Linked DNA regions of Mus musculus: region 1 is linked to region 2. The links are chromatin contacts, called in public Hi-C maps. All regions are on one chromosome and are shown on one strand. Each heading gives the region's core, a stretch centred on a gene start, on an enhancer-like site or on the middle of the called end of the contact. The rest is flanking DNA. Distances are from core to core; before and after follow the strand shown. Region 1 has its middle 46 kb from the start of Gm38767. Region 2 overlaps Tmem168 (transmembrane protein 168).

Evidence for each region. A called contact is a pair of places that touch in the nucleus more often than the background predicts.
Region 1: a contact with region 2 is called in a Hi-C map of embryonic fibroblasts, with 4 times the contacts expected there. The contact joins two enhancer-like sites. A contact is called at or near these places in 2 of 39 promoter capture datasets (the C10 cell line and cranial neural crest), 1 of 484 Hi-C or Micro-C datasets (embryonic fibroblasts) and 1 of 115 datasets of contacts at active chromatin or transcription factors (large pre-B cells).

Annotation. Positions count from the first base shown.
Region 1 is chr6:14,060,555-14,068,331 of GRCm38.p6, forward strand. No RefSeq gene overlaps it. Among named protein-coding and RNA genes, the nearest start is that of Gm38767, 46 kb to the left of the region's middle. Within about 2 kb of position 2,172, at least 14 of the 459 cell types and tissues checked have an H3K27ac peak or open chromatin away from gene starts, as enhancers often do. A contact at or near this core is called in embryonic fibroblasts, where this site is marked.
Region 2 is chr6:13,596,106-13,604,017 of GRCm38.p6, forward strand. It overlaps Tmem168 (transmembrane protein 168), which reads right to left. Exons shown (of 5, transcript NM_028990.5): 2 at 6,133-7,382. The coding sequence starts at 7,260. Among named protein-coding and RNA genes, the nearest start is that of Tmem168, 8.0 kb to the right of the region's middle. Within about 2 kb of position 5,761, at least 101 of the 459 cell types and tissues checked have an H3K27ac peak or open chromatin away from gene starts, as enhancers often do. A contact at or near this core is called in embryonic fibroblasts, where this site is marked.

The DNA of each region.
Region 1 (7,777 bases), core at 922-3,421, 460 kb after region 2:
CCAAAATCAAAGAATTGTCAACAAAGAAGAGGAGAGGAGGAGGAGAATGGGGTAGAAGAGGAAGGAAAAATGATGACCTTTTATTTCAAGTCAAAGGCATAGAACATGTTTTCAATAAAATCATGTAAAAGGTATTCCTAGATCTAAAGCAAGAGAAGCCCATCGAGACACAAGAGGCACACTAATAGAACCACTAATAGAACAGTAGCTCCTCCTGCTACATTCTAGGTCAGACACTAAATGTACAGAACGAACAAAGATGAGAAAAGCTCATAGGAACTCATAGAGACAGAAGCATCATGCACAGGGCATGGCACTGCTCTATATCAAGTCTTCTGCATATATAGTACAGTTTCCAGTTTAGTGTTCTTATAGGATTCCTGCATATGTGCAGATGAGTAGGTCTCTGATCCTTGTACTTTCTTTTAGGTTCTTTCCTTTGGTTGGTATAATGTGATTTTTTTTTATTATATTTTATTTTGTTATATTTAAAAATGAATGAATGAGTGGGTGGATGAGTGACAACCTAGCTACTAAGGTAAAGGTTAACAATTGAACTGTCAACTATATCTGCTAGGAGAGGAATAATCAGTTTTCTTCAATAGAGTGATACTGTGTTTATAGTCTAGGGCAGGTGTCGTGCTTACAAGTAGTTCACCAACAAATAATTAAATCCCACAATTTATTTTTGATGTTGTTGTTGTTGTTGTTGCTGGTAGTGTGGTGGTGGTGGTGGTGTGTGTGTGTGTGTGTTTGTTTATTTGATCACAGTTTGGTGAATTTGCTATCTTTCTTGTTGATATGATTTTATTTATTTATAATTTTTTCTTGTTTTGGGGAATTTTATTTTTGTACTAGATTTTTAGTTTTATACTTGGTTTTTGTTTCCTTTTTGAGACTGAATTTAAAGTTGGGTACATAGGGAGGGGGAGAGGATCTGGAGATCAAAATATATCTCATATATATGAAAATGTATTTTAATTAAAAGTTTTAAATAATGAAAAATATAATAATTAATAAATTAAAATAAAAGAAATGTGTGTGTGTGTGTGTGAGAGAGAGAGAGAGAGAGAGAGAGACAGAGAGAGAGAGAGAGAGAGCACATGTAAAGGCAGATAAGTTAGGGGAATAATATAACTATATTTTAATTAAAAATAAAGGTAAATCACAAATTAAAATGAATTAATTCATTTTATAATGATCTTGAGTTTTTATTTAATGAAGTCTGCTTTCTTTGAATTTAGGCAGCATTGAACCCTAGGAAGAAAGTATGTGCATTTATCAGGTAGAATCCAAGTTCTTTATCTTCTCACAAGTGCTTCTCTTTACAGCAACATACTAACTTATACTGATGCCAAAACCAGAGGCTCAAGGTAAGGTGAGAAGAGGGCAGTGTAGCTACTTGAAAACTAAAAAGTAATCCTTTGCTACTTTCCTTTACTCCTTCCACAGTAATCAACCATAAACATTGCTAAGTCATAAATCACATGAAAAGGAGTCCTAAGTTGTAAGTTAAAATCCAAGAAAGGAGATAGAAAGTTTCATAATTATATAATTCATCTTTGTGGAAATTCTCAAGAAAGTCTTTATCTGGGTAATTCTATTCAGTCTTGCGAGGCTAAACAAGCTTAAGCCAGAATGTGTGTCGATTTCTAAAACCGCGGTTCATTTTCATGATTTTGATTGTGTATCTTTTATTTGCCTGATGCAATTGTTGTCTAGGAGGTTTATTGCCTCCATCTGCTAACCTAGGCCTAATCCTGGAAGCTTCTAGCCTCTGTACAATCTTATTTAAGTCTAGAACATTTTCCACCTAAGACAGTACTGAACAAACTCACCCTTTCTTGCTCTTTCTGAACTCTGGCTGGCTGGTAAACTCAGCTCTTCTGTCCCATAACTCTCCTGTCCCCACTCTGAGTGACATAATAGCTATGTAATTTGAAGTTACAGAATGCCATAAAATGTAGAACAATGAAATTAGTGTTAGTCACTTAAAGTTGTATGTTCTTTTTCAGACAAGGCTATTTAGAGCACAGCAGAGTGGTAAGATTTAGAATACTTTCATTATGGGAAGGCATGCAATGTGAAAATTTATTCAAGGTCCAAGACACAGAAGGGACAAGTGGTCTGCTATGCTGAGCTGAGCAGTCTGTTTCTGGGCAGTTACTATGAAAAGTGTGGGGAGTAAGCTGGGAGACACACACTATTGTGGTTTTGGGTGTCAAGTTTCCACCCTGGCCTCATGTGTGTGAATACTTGGTCCCCAACTGGAGTCATTGCTTGGGAAGGCTGTGGAACATTGAGAAGGCAGAGCTTCACTGGGGAAAGTGGATCACTGGTGGCAAGCCTTGAGCCTTTATACCCTGGTCTTACTTCCTGTTCACTCTTGTCCACTTGACTAGTGTGAGCAGTCAGCCATCTCTTCCTGCTACCAAGCCTTTCTTGCCTGTCTCTGAGTTTTCTACACCATAAAAGAATGATCTAAAATTGTAATCCAGAGTAAGCTCTTCCTCCTTTAAATTGTTTCTTTCAGAACTTTTGGCCACAGAAATGGGAAAAGGAACTAAAATAGATCCTTTATTTCTGATTAAAGAGATATTTTCTCTAAAGAGGTAGCAATTATACACTAGATTGTCATGTCTGTATACATAAAACTGCAACATACATTAAGTTGTTTACTGGGCCTAACAGCAATCTAAGATTTTAAGTAATTTTTCCAGGTAAAACAGTCTACATTTACTTATTGTCTCACACTAAACTTTTAACAACTTTTCACAACCTTAAATGTGAAATGTGAACCATATTATTTGTTCAGTTTTACCTATAGCTGAAGCTTTTATTTATCATATGGTACACTGTAGCTATTTTCAGATACCCCAGAAGAGGGCATCAGATCTCATTACAGATGGTTATGAGCCACCATGTGGTTGCTGGGATTTGAACTCAGGACCTTCAGAAGAACAGTTGGTGCTCTTAACGGCTGAGCCATCTCTCCAGCCCAGCTGAAGCTTTTATGCCAGTTCAATGGCTTCAGATCACCCACAGTGCCCTAGGTATTCAAGACATTGTGATATAACTAACTCAACTATGATGGTGACACTTGTTGTGGTTCCCGGGCTTGATATTATTATGCATATTTACTCTGGTGCATTAACATCTGGACATCAAGGCAGAATCTTGCACATCAGGAAAGGACTTGAAAACAGGGTTTCAGTACTTCCTTGGGCATTTAAATTCCCTTTGATGTTGCAATTAGCAGAGTTTAGTGTTTTGCACAGCTCCTTCTATTCTCTGATGTCAGAAAGATTCAGTGCATAAATCACGCTGTGCTGGTTGGCATTCCAGAAGCCTCAGCAAACATACCCTGAACTAAAGTACTGTCACACCTCTGTGAGGAGAGCTGAGAAGACTCAGGCACATTCTTGCCAAGTGGTTTCTGAGAGACTTGTCAGTAGATTCAGAATGTGTAATTTCTTTGGCAATCAAGAAGCTTTGCAGTTTTCCAGAACTTGTCAGAGAGAAAGCCCTGCCCTTTATGTGACAACTGGCTTTTAAAGAAGAGCATGCTGCGTTTGTATATTCTACTTGGCACTCTATGGCCACTAATGCTCAAGTCCCTATCTTTAGTGTGGGACACAAACCATGGGCTGCAATGGCAACGATTCTGCACAGTTTTACAGTTTTTATGACTGGAGTTCCCAGAACCCCAGTGATATTTCTGAACTCCAGTTTCTATGGGTGGGTGATTCTGCTATTTGGATTCTTGAGTAAAGGGAGAGAGTTTCAACTGCAAGCATTCTCTGGAATTTGAAATATATTTTGTCTACCATTATGTTCATTCTTATTAAGACAGAACAAAACAAACAAACAAGCAAACAAAATCAACCTGTGGGCAGCTAAGGACTGCTGATAGAAAGAAAAGACTGAAAAGAGTCTTCCCAAAGGGAAGAATTTCCCAATGGTTATCCAATACCAAGAGGTCATCCCTAAACTCATATCCATATAAATAACATTATACTGACTAAGAAGAACATATTTACATATTTAATTATATATATGTGTGTATATACATATATATAAAACAACAGTTAAAGTAAGAGATGCCACATATTGGAGGTGGGTACACGGACAGGGTATATTTTAATTTTAAAAAGTAATAAATGGAAACTGCTACCTTTTTACAGGGCTCTTGTTGAACTGAATGCCTGGTCCATGATGCCCTTATGACTCTCTTTTGTCTTATTGCCATCTGATGATTTCAAAACTCAAAGATATCAAATAGCATTTTGAGAAGTGAAAGGTCCCAAAGTTGCTGGCCAAATTGAAATGGTATGTTCAAGAACACAGCTGGATCTATACTAGCATTGTCTTGGCTTTACATGAAAGTGTCACCTAACTCTTTAGGAAAATAATTTGTTCCCACTAATCTAGCTAACATGAAACAGATTCACTGGCCCAGTGGATTCATCACTTGAGTTCCTGAGAGTGGTTCATTGGTGGTGTCTTGTAATTTAGCTATACCTATTTGGTTTCAGAAATGACTATAATGAGACAGGTGTTTCCCTAAGTGGGAAGTCTGGGATGGTTCTACAACTCTGTCCAGTATCTATCTATCTATCTATCTATCTGTCTGTCTGTCTGTCTGTCTGTCTGTCTGTCTGTCTGTCTATCTATCTATCTATCTATCTATCTATCTATCTATCTATCTATTCAGTTATTTATTTATTTATTTAAATTTAATTATATGTTATTATTAGTATTAATTGTTTTACTTCTTCACTTTATATTCTGTTCACTGCCCCCCTCTTGCTCACCCCCTCCCACGATTCTTCCAACCATCCCCCTCCACTTTTCCTCTGAGCAGGTTTAGGACCCCTGGGTATATCAGCCCACCATGTCTGGCCAGTATTTCTAATCCATGTCATTCGATGTATTTGCAGATTCATCTCGTCTCTCCTCTTGATGGCCATGAGTTCTCATGTCTCTTAGTGAAACATTTATTGCCTTTTTATTTAGACAACATTCTCATGGCTATTTTTTTATTTTTATATTTAATTTATTTAGCAAGTATCTCTGAACTAAAGAAGCTCTCTGGTCTGATTTGAATTTTTTTCTCAGGAAAAAATAGCTTTTGATTTTGTGTATTGTTTCTTTTCTGCTGTCATCTTCGTCAGTTTTTTTAATTTTTCACTTTCAATACATACCATCTTCTAATATTTTGAAATCAATGTTTATTTTTAGTTCATTCAGGGATATAAATTCTTCCATAAAAGTCAGAATCCCTTCATAAAATGTTGAATTTCTATTATTTCTACATCTGAAAAGTTACATATTTATTTTGTTTTATTATTTCTTTTTTTTCTTTACAATTTAATTATCTGTTATTTGTTTCCTTCTACTTTGAAACAGGTCATCTTGTGTCCCATGTTGACTTTAAACTCTCTATGTAGTCAAAAATGACATTGAATTTCTGGTCCTCCTGCCTTCTGAGCTCTGGGGGATAGGCAGGTATTGCTCAAGAAATCATTTTAAATATGCAGATATATAGAAGTTGTACCCTTTCGTATACTGTGTTCAGAGAACAAAATATATATTTGTTTTTTAATGAGGGCATTAAGAACTTCCTTAGGAGCTGGGGGGATCTGCAACCCTATAGGTAGAACAACAATATGAACTAACCAGTAACCCCCACCCCCTTCCCCCCGAGCTCGTGTCTCTAGCTGCATATGTATCCGAAGATGGCCTAGCTGAGAGGCCCATTGGTTGTGCAGACTTTATATGCCTCAGTACAGGGGAACGCCAGGGCCAAGAGGTGGGAGTGGGTGGGTGGGGGAGTGGGTGTGGGAGGGAGGGTGTGGGGGACTTTTGGGATAACATTGGAAATGTAAATGAAATAAATACCCAATTATATATATATATATATATATATATATATATATATATATATATATGAAAGAAAATGACCTTCCCCTTGCTCAGACTTGTGTGTGTGTGTGTGTGAAAATAAAAAGAACTTCCTTAGGGGCAATGTAGCTCCTGTGCCTTTTGCAGAGGGGTATAGATATCAGTCACCACATTTTCTACCTGGGTATGCCACTCAGTATCCACCAGCAGCATTCCAAGGATCTCCAGAACACACCCGACTCCCCACACTTTAGGCTAACTAGCACGGTCCCCACTCTGGTTATCCAGGCTGGCTACACAGTCTCAGCACCTGGCTGTGAAAGACCCCTAAGATGCAGCAGTTGTTGCTTCCCTGGCTGTCTCCGGGAGTGAGAAATCCAAAATACTTCTGGTGTGCCCATAGGTTATGTGACTTAGAGCTGACAAAGCTCATTCTTCAAACGAAAAGAAGGAGGAGGTTCTAAAAGTTGTTGGTCTGTGTGTCGCACACACCTGGTGTTTGGATAATGATTTTGAGATCGAAGTATCTCCAAGCAGTGTGCTGATTGTGTGAGAGAAGACTTCTGGATTCAGACAGCTTTGGGATCCAGTTCCAGCTAGACCTGGATGTGACTATGAGAGCTGCGATGCTTAGAGCCTGTTCCCTCATAGATTACATGGTTCTTTGAAGACTGTGAGTAGGAACAAAATCCTAAGTGTGGTGGGAACTAATGAAAGAAAACAGAAGATCTGGAGTCTACACGAGAATATTTTAATAGGAAACCCAATTGTGCCTTTTGTTTCTTCATTGAAATTTCTCACATTAAGCTGTAATACATGTGGCATGGTATGTTCAGCTTTGCTTTCCAAATGATGGTTTACCTTCTACATAATTGGAATAGACATGGATAATTATCTTTTTACACTATTATATCTAATAAAGTTGCTAAATTCAAGATAGAAAAATAAGAAAAAGTGTATAAATGGAAATAAAACATTTTTTAGAAAAGTTTAAAAAAAGAAGAAAAGAAAAGAGAGAAAGACAAAGAAAAAAGAGCTTCCTTATGAGTTAGCTCAAGGTCATGGTTTGTGCTTATCCTACATGGGTGCAGAAGTAATCTATATTGTATAGTTGCTTGGGTACACTGCTTCACGCTTATCTATTTGGTTGCACATGTTTTTGTTGTAAGAAGTTGCTATACCTTATTCATTTTGTATGCTTGAGTTATTTTTTGAACAAAACAGTGCATCAGGATTATGAACTTAGAAATTTTTGGTAATGGTGACAATGTTTTATTCTCCTAGATTCTGAAGACAGTCCTTTAAAAATGTTTAACCTTACCCCTTTGTTGCTTGGTTGCTTATATTATTATAAGGAATCTTCTATTCTTACTCACACTGTTTTTCTACCTTAAACTCAAATTTTTCTAGGGTGCTAGTTTTGCTTTAACAGTTAGTTTTCATGGTGTTTGTATGATTTTTTCCATGCACTCATTTCAATTCTGTATTTATTTATTTTTAATTTCTAGAGAGTCCTTAGTAGCATCAAGCTAAATTGTATCCTCCCCCATTTTTGTCATCACAATGCTGACTTTAAACATTTATGCTTCTTGATATTATTTATATTGAAATTTATGTACACTTTGTGTTGTGTTTCCTGTTTATCATGCCTGTCTCTACCTTCCTAGCACATCCTTCATACCTCCTGCTAGTTTCATAATATTTTTATATATAATTATATATGTAAATATATCTATATTATATAAAACCTAGATATTTACTGATTATATTTGAAGTCTAATATCTGAGTTTATGGAATATTTTTTTCTAACAACTCTTGGAATTATATAGTTTTTCTAGCCAATTAAATTTCATCAATGTATCCTACATACTT
Region 2 (7,912 bases), core at 4,511-7,010:
AGAGGTTGGAGAGAGGTGACTGAGCAGTTAAGAACACTTGTTCTTGCACAGGATCCACGTTCAATTCCCAGCACCCACAAAAGAGTTCACGATGTTTTGTAACTCCAGCTTCATGGGATCTAATACCTTCCTCTGACCTCTGCAGATACACACATAGTTCACAGACATGTATGCAAACAAAATATACACATAATGTTTTTTTAGTATTTTAATCACAAATATATATTTGTGTGTACATATAGGCCTGCTTTTTACTTAAAAGGGGTAATATATAACATTTCTGGAAGGCCATTAATTTGTATATATTTACATTTCCATTTGCCAGCTTAATGGTATTAAAAATCCTTTCAGTGTAAATATACTACACTTTATATAATTGCCGTATAATTTATACATATTTCTTATGTAATACATGTCACATAATTTCAAAACATTTTGTTTCTTCTTATTGGATTAAAGTGCTTGTGCTTGTTGAATTAAAAATAACTACACAAAAGATTTTATCTTTTAAAAATTTAGTTTATATGTAGCTGTGAGTGTATGTGTACATGTGTGTGCAATTACATGTACCTATGTGTTTATAGGCCAGAAGAGAAAGCCAGACTCCTTGAAGCTGGACTCATAGGGGTTTGAGAAACACTGTATTTGTCAAGTTGGGATCAGAACTCTTGTTTTCATGGTTGCATAGTAATCACTTTTTTTTTTTTTTTTTTTTTTTTGGTTTTTTGAGACAGGGTTTCTCTGTATAGCCCTGGCTCTCCTGGAACTCACTTTGTAGGCCAGGCTGGCCTAGAACTCAGAAATCTGCCTGCCTCTGCCTCCCAAGTGCTAGGACTAAAGGCGTGCACCACCACGCCCGGCTAGTAATCACTTTTTAATAGCAAAGCCATATCTCTCTAGCCCTCAACAAAATTCCGAAGTAATCAGAAGCAAAAGAATAGAAATCTAAAGAACTATATTTTTATCTAAATGTCTAATGATTATTACATAGGAGACTTGATGTACAATCATCAATGTCCTAATAAAAGCATTAGAAATCTATCCTGTGACTGAGTGCTCTCAAAAGAGACAAAACCACACACAAAAAATGCAAAGCTTTAAAAAGTGAAATCACAGTTCCAGAAATGATCTCAAGCAAGTCTTACCGATGCTTCCCTATAACCAACAAAGCAGTTAGATGAAGTAATTCATTCTCTGCCCTTGCCGGGTGTGAAAGCAAGGAAAGCAAGGACAACAGCCCTGGAGAGTAAAGGCTGAGTGGAGGCTTCCTCGATTCAAAGCAGCTACAACGGCCAAGCTTCCTCATCACGAACAGTAATGATAGCTACCTCCAGCAGTTGCAAGAATTCAACACACTTATACATACACAGGACAGTTTACAAAGGGCAGGTCTTATTAAAATAGAGAAGATATTCTAGTAGGTTTTTTCTCATTGATTGGTGAGCTGTTTTGCATTTTTGTTCTTTGAAACCGGGTCTCAGGATGTTGTTTTAGCTTGACTGTAACTTGTCACTCTAACACATGGAGGTCCACCTACCTCTACCCTGATTAGCAGCATACACTATCACACAAGGAAAGGATGGAGAATCAGGTGAAGAGGAAACAATAGTTATGCACATAGTAACAATATTGCAGTCAATTATGGGCCATATACACCAATTCTGTGCATGTAAACAAGTTATCCATTCGTGTCCCATTGATCATAATGGAACTGAACATTTCCTACTGTCTTGTAACATAGTATAGCGCATTGTTTTGCTGTATGTAAATAAACCTGTACTGTCCGTCCTAAAATTACATATAGCAGCACACAGCCAACAGTAAATGAGTGTTAGTGGTCCACATATTTAGCTGTGCTTCCTACATATTAAAAGGTTTACTACATCATACTCAGGACCGTCCCTCTTTCCCCTACAGTGGTAGGTCACATTTACCAGCAAGAGCCCCACATTTTGTTTGCTGATGGCATCAATAGGCCAAGCAGAGTAAGTGACACATAATTTAGATTTGTGAAAGTGTATGCTATGATGCTCACAATACACTGCTCAGAAGTTATCTGTTGGGAACTGTATCACAGTCATACTTTATGAAGAAAACACTACTTGGACCACTGTTTCAGGTGGGTGAGTGAGGGAAAAACATCTACTGCTCTGAAGTAGTTTCAATATGTTCCCTCAAAGCATACTCAGGAAACTTCATTCCCAGTACAGCAATCTTAGGAGATGAGGACTAACTGCAAGTGTAAGGATACAGAACTTACAATAGACCTTCACAGATGAATGAATGACTCTTACATAAGGATTCAAAGCTGTGAAAGACACGTCTAAACCCTTCCCTTTCACACCGCCTCCCCCAACTTCTACTACTGAAATAGGACTTCCCAATCTTAACACAGCAAAAATAAATGTCATTTTCTTTATACATTTCCTACTGTGTGTCACTGCCACAGGAACACATAGGACATCCTGTTTTACAGTTTCTAGAAAAATTGATAAAATTTTGGCTTTAAACAAAAATAATGTCCCCTTTGTAACCTAAACTGAGGCAAGTAAGTGAAACAAACAAACGAACAGATGGAAACACTGAACTTCTAATTCAGCAGCAAAGTGGAAAGTCCCGCTCCCATGCTAAGTGATGACAGGCCGGCCCTTCTGTCTTGCTAGAAGTGAAGTTGCGCTGTACTGACAGACTTCTTTGAATGCAAGGCTTATACTATGACTCCATCATATTCAGGACTGGTCCCTCTTTCACCTACAGTGAAATTAGCTGTATTATGGATTTTCTAGTTGGTGTGAAACGGGCTTCCACAAAAAGCTGCATCAAATCCCCATGGAATCTTCAAATGGCAGTGGTTAGCAAAGGAAGGCATATGAAAGTTTAAGTGAAATATTTCAGAGAGCATGTCTAAATATGTCTAAAAATGGTGTGGGTTTTAAGTGGGATTCAGTCTCCCTTTTAGCCTTCTTATCAACTGCCATAAAAGCAACACTAGGTATGCTATGCTATTGTGCCTTTCTAGTTGACTTATTTAAAGGGAAAGCTTAAGACAGAAGCAAACAGCAGGCAGTGAACATAATACAAACTGGGAAACAGCAGCTGTCAGGTGCCTCTCAAAGTAAGAGTGAGATTATGAACCACAACAGTAACTAATATGAAATTCCAGCTCTTTAATGAAAGTAACTTGGAATGAAACTCTTGACCCATTCTGACAATAATAGAGTGAAAAACTAACAAAAATCAAATCTACTTAAATGGAGTTTGTGACAACTTCTTAGTTAAAATTTTTTTAAAAAGTCATAAAAGAAAAATAACTGAGGAGTTGGTTATGTCATCTCTACTTTTATGTATCCTGACAGTAGCTGACAAACTCATCTGCTGAAAAGTTTCTTTCTTATTTTTCTTTGTTGGATTAGGTCTGTCCCCACCCAACCAGTGGAAAAACTTTCCAGTAGAAATCAATTAAAGGATAAATTAATGAAATATAAGAAAAAAAGTTTAACACTTCAGTATTATTCTTACAGAAATGTGGTAAGGTTGTGTGTGTGTGTGTGTGTGTGCATGTGCGCGAGAGAGCGAGAGAGAGCGAGAGAGAGAAAGAATGAGAATATTAGGAACAATATTTAGAAATGTTAAGTAAAAATAGTTCAATTTAAATATCTGTTAAGATCCAATTTAAATAATTTGTAATAGCTGAGAATGTAATTGGATTAGCAATGTCACTCTCTCCAAAATAGTTTTCCTCAATGAAGGCCTTAATTGTTTCCCTTTCACTGTGTAATGTTCTGATTTGAATCATTTGAATAACTGCAACTTGTGTAGAACCAGTGGGTGTTTCCCAAATTATGTTTCATATGAATGTTATTTGCACTTTAGCAGAAGTCCACGGAGAACTCACACATACAGGTTAAAGGGTGTGTGAGATTGAGAGACAAGGGTTTCATAGACACGTGTAGAAATGATGCTCTTTCAGTACTATTATTATTTCTCCTCCTCCTCCTCCTCCTCCTCCTCCTCCTCCTTCCTCTTCCCTTTCCTTCTCTTCTTCCTCCTCCTCTTCTTTTTTGCTCTAAGTATAGTTACACTTCACAGAATACTGGGTAGAGTAAAGGGTTTGGAATCTTTCTATAATCAATTAAGCAAAAACTATGCTGAAAAGTCTAAGTTTCTGTAAGGCAAAATGTCAACATCACGTACAACTGTTATCAAGTAGCAGCCAACTGGGAAATGTAAATCTATCCAGGTGGGTTTACATTAGTTTTGAAGAGCTAAATTAACAAGCATTTAACAGGTGTATTGCTGACGAGGACTCCCAGGTCATCCCATGAGACTTTTAGCAAAGTATAATCCTAACTGCCCCCCCAAAGACTCCCAGGTCATCCCATGAGACTTTTAGCAAAGTATAATCCTAACTGCCCCCCCAATCACTGAATCCCAGGTCATCCCATGAGACTTTTAGCAAAGTATAATCCTAACTGCCCCCCCAAATCACTGAATCCCAGGTCATCCCATGAGACTTTTAGCAAAGTATAATCCTAACTGCCCCCCCAATCACTGAATCCCAGGTCATCCCATGAGACTTTTAGCAAAGTATAATCCTAACTGCCCCCCCAATCACTGACTCCCAGGCTTCAGAACGTAAACAGATTTCACGTGACTCAAATGCTCAGAGACCAAGAACAAGGTTCAGCACACTTTTTCTACAGTTACTGTTTTAAGCTTTGCAGGCAGGTCATGGAGTTTTTATTGAAACTACTAAACTATGCCATCTATCGTGATAAAAATCAAGTAACAAGGAGTTTTAAAACCTACATCAGATGGCTCACAAACACAGCTCTAACGCCTGTCTGGCCTCTGCAGCATGCACATCTACACCTATACCTACCTACGTACACACACACAACAAACACACACACTAATAATGCCTTAAATGAGGAAGTACACATTTTAATATCTCTCAACATTGATAGATTAGATAGAAAACCATCAAGGATATTGATATAAGAACATCACTACCCAGCTTGACTTGGCTCAATAGCACTCTAACCTTTTTTTAGATCATAAACAAGTCTTTGTTAAAAGGCTAAATTCATACAAATTGTGTCTTCCAACTATAAAGATAAATCAAAAATCAACAAGGCTGATGTTGGAAAATCCACAAATATTAAGATTTCCCACAATAAAGACAAAAATAACCCAGAGGTCAAAGAAGAAATTCGAAGGGATATTTGAAAATATGTTGAAAATGTAAGAGCATACAAAATGACACAACTTTCATTAGGCACCTATAAATTAAAACCCAAATGAGATACCACTTAAGGGTCAACTTGAATGATTTTCTCAAATAGGTCAACTTTAGGAAACAATCCCACTGAAAGTTACAACCTGGAGATTGATTTTTCTGACATTATCTTTGCTGAGAGATTCCTTAGAAAGCTTGTGTGTACTCACTCCCATTGGTACACATACTTTACTTGAAATCCACTGATATATGCAGAGCAGAAAAAACATCTAGTGACCAAGAAAGGACTTGGTTAACAGAATTTCATGCCCTGGGAAGGAGCCCTGCAGGAATGAAGCTGACTTGGCAGAGAAAATGTAGTTATGACTGGGAAAGTGGCCAACTCAGAAAGAAGAAGAGGAGGTAAGTTCTTGCAGAGTTCCGACATCATTTAGTTCTGAAAGTCCCTAGCTACAGCAAGCTGGCAGAATGAGGAAGCTGCCCTGCGGAAGTTTTCACCACGGGGTTGACTCCCACACAGATTCCTTGAGGCCGGCAGCCCACACTGAATAGAAGCCCCATGCCCAGGCAAGGCTTTCTAGCTCCCGTTAACACTTCCATCTCTAGTACACGTAGCAGCAACACATTGGTACAAAGCAAAGAATTGCACCAAGAAGAGTTGCTCTTGTATGCCCACATCCCAAACTGAAGTACTCAAATTATATAGTTTGTTACAATAGAAACAGTTTATGATTAAATTCTTTTCATGCTAGTCTCTTCCTGTCATTACAGAAAGAATTGCTTTTAAGGGCATAGGTATCCTGAGATCGTCAGCATTTAGCACCTCTACCTAGGATCGTATCAGTTATCATTAGCACTGACATAAGAAAATAAACAAAAACCCATGAGCTTACCTGCCAGGAGACTGCTCCCAAAATTGCCGTTGCAAGAAGACTAAAAAAAACTAACTGCTCTGAAATTAAGCAAAAATGACGCATCCCTTTGGATGCCATGATTCTGTCAAGGCTATTGTTATCTGCCCTGTGGTTGATATACACTTTATGGCAGTCATTCAACTTAGTATGAAATCCCCAAAGAGTTAAAAGAAAAATAATATGGCAAATCATCCAGAAAAATCCGAAAATGGAAAAACCTGGTATCACAAAATACCAGAGATGAGTGTCTCTAAGTTTAAATGCTGAAAGGATGAAGAATGTAAGCTCAATCATTGCAGTGAAAAGCACAGAAAGTCTCCTGCAAATTCTCCCACGATGCAGAAAAGGTTTCCACCTCTCAGTTACTGAAAGTCCACTAAAATAAATGTCAAGAAAAGGATCAGTTACCAGGCAAATAAAAAAACATGCAAAAGCAATTGGATTTTGGGGAGTTTCCAATGAAGAGAAAAATAACAATACTGAAAAAATGATTAAGTTTGGAATAGCTAGAAAAGACTTCATTCTCAGGTCGATAATGAGCATGGCCAAAGCCATAACCAGCAAAATAACACTCAGAGACTTCTCCACCAACATAGTTGTGCTGGCGATGGCAAACCCAACAAGTTCCAGAAACTCCACTGTGGTTAGTAAAGTAGGCCGATGGCGGACATATCCAGAAATTCTCTCCACCAAAGCACACAATATCCTTAAAACTATAGATGTCAGAAGCAAATATTTGGTTGTTTCTTCTTTCACATCACTTTTAAAGGATGAATTATCAAGAAAACACAGAAGGCCAAGCAGAAATCCAAACCAGAGATTGGAGAGACTTAAACTGGCTGCTTCCATTGAAAAGTAATAGTAGAGTATGCTGGCGATCCCAAGAACAAAGAGGCCGAGGATAAAAATCACCAAAATTAAGGAATTTGCTGTTTTTTCCCATCTTACATAAAGGCCTAAACATATGGCCACAAGTAAGTTGATCCTGGCTAGATAGCCGAGGTACCGCACGGAGGAATGCATGTTCACTTCTCTATTTACTTCTTCCAGCCTAGTCATTGCTAGATAGAGACAATGACTAACACAGTATCGCAGTGATCTGCACATGTAATCTGGCACTGGAGGGTCCCAAGAGGCACAAAAATTAACTTCCTGTATTTCATTCAATAAAGCCAAGGTGTTGGTAATGCCTACTCCAACATTCTCTCAGAAGTTTTCTTTGTAATGACCTAAAGAGAAGGAAAGATATTTCACAGTTAAGTATATATAATATTTTGTGCCATCTTCTTTATACTAAGTAAGTGAATCAGAGAAAAACTAAGGTTTTTCTGCCGTCCAGTTCAAATCCTAATTGCATATATCTTAATAATCATACAAACTCTGCAAGTTACACAAAGGAAAATGCCCGTGATCTTTATTCATACTGATAAAATTGCATCATGAAGTGTAAGTGGAGTCTTCTCTGTCAGTACTAACCAGTGTTAATGCTGAAGTTGTCTAACCTATCCCGATTTGAATATTTAGTTGAGTTGAGATCATAAGCACTTGCCTTTGACACACTGAAATCTCACTCACCTTTCAAATGGAATGAAGGGCTTCACTATTACTTCTAATTGGAAAGCACTAGGACACAGAGAATTACTACTGTAATCCGCCACATCTTTTTACAAAACCATTCTAAAATGCTATAAAATATCAGTCTTTATATTGTTTAGCTAATTCTTAACTAGAAGTAACATTTAACTCTATATAACATTTA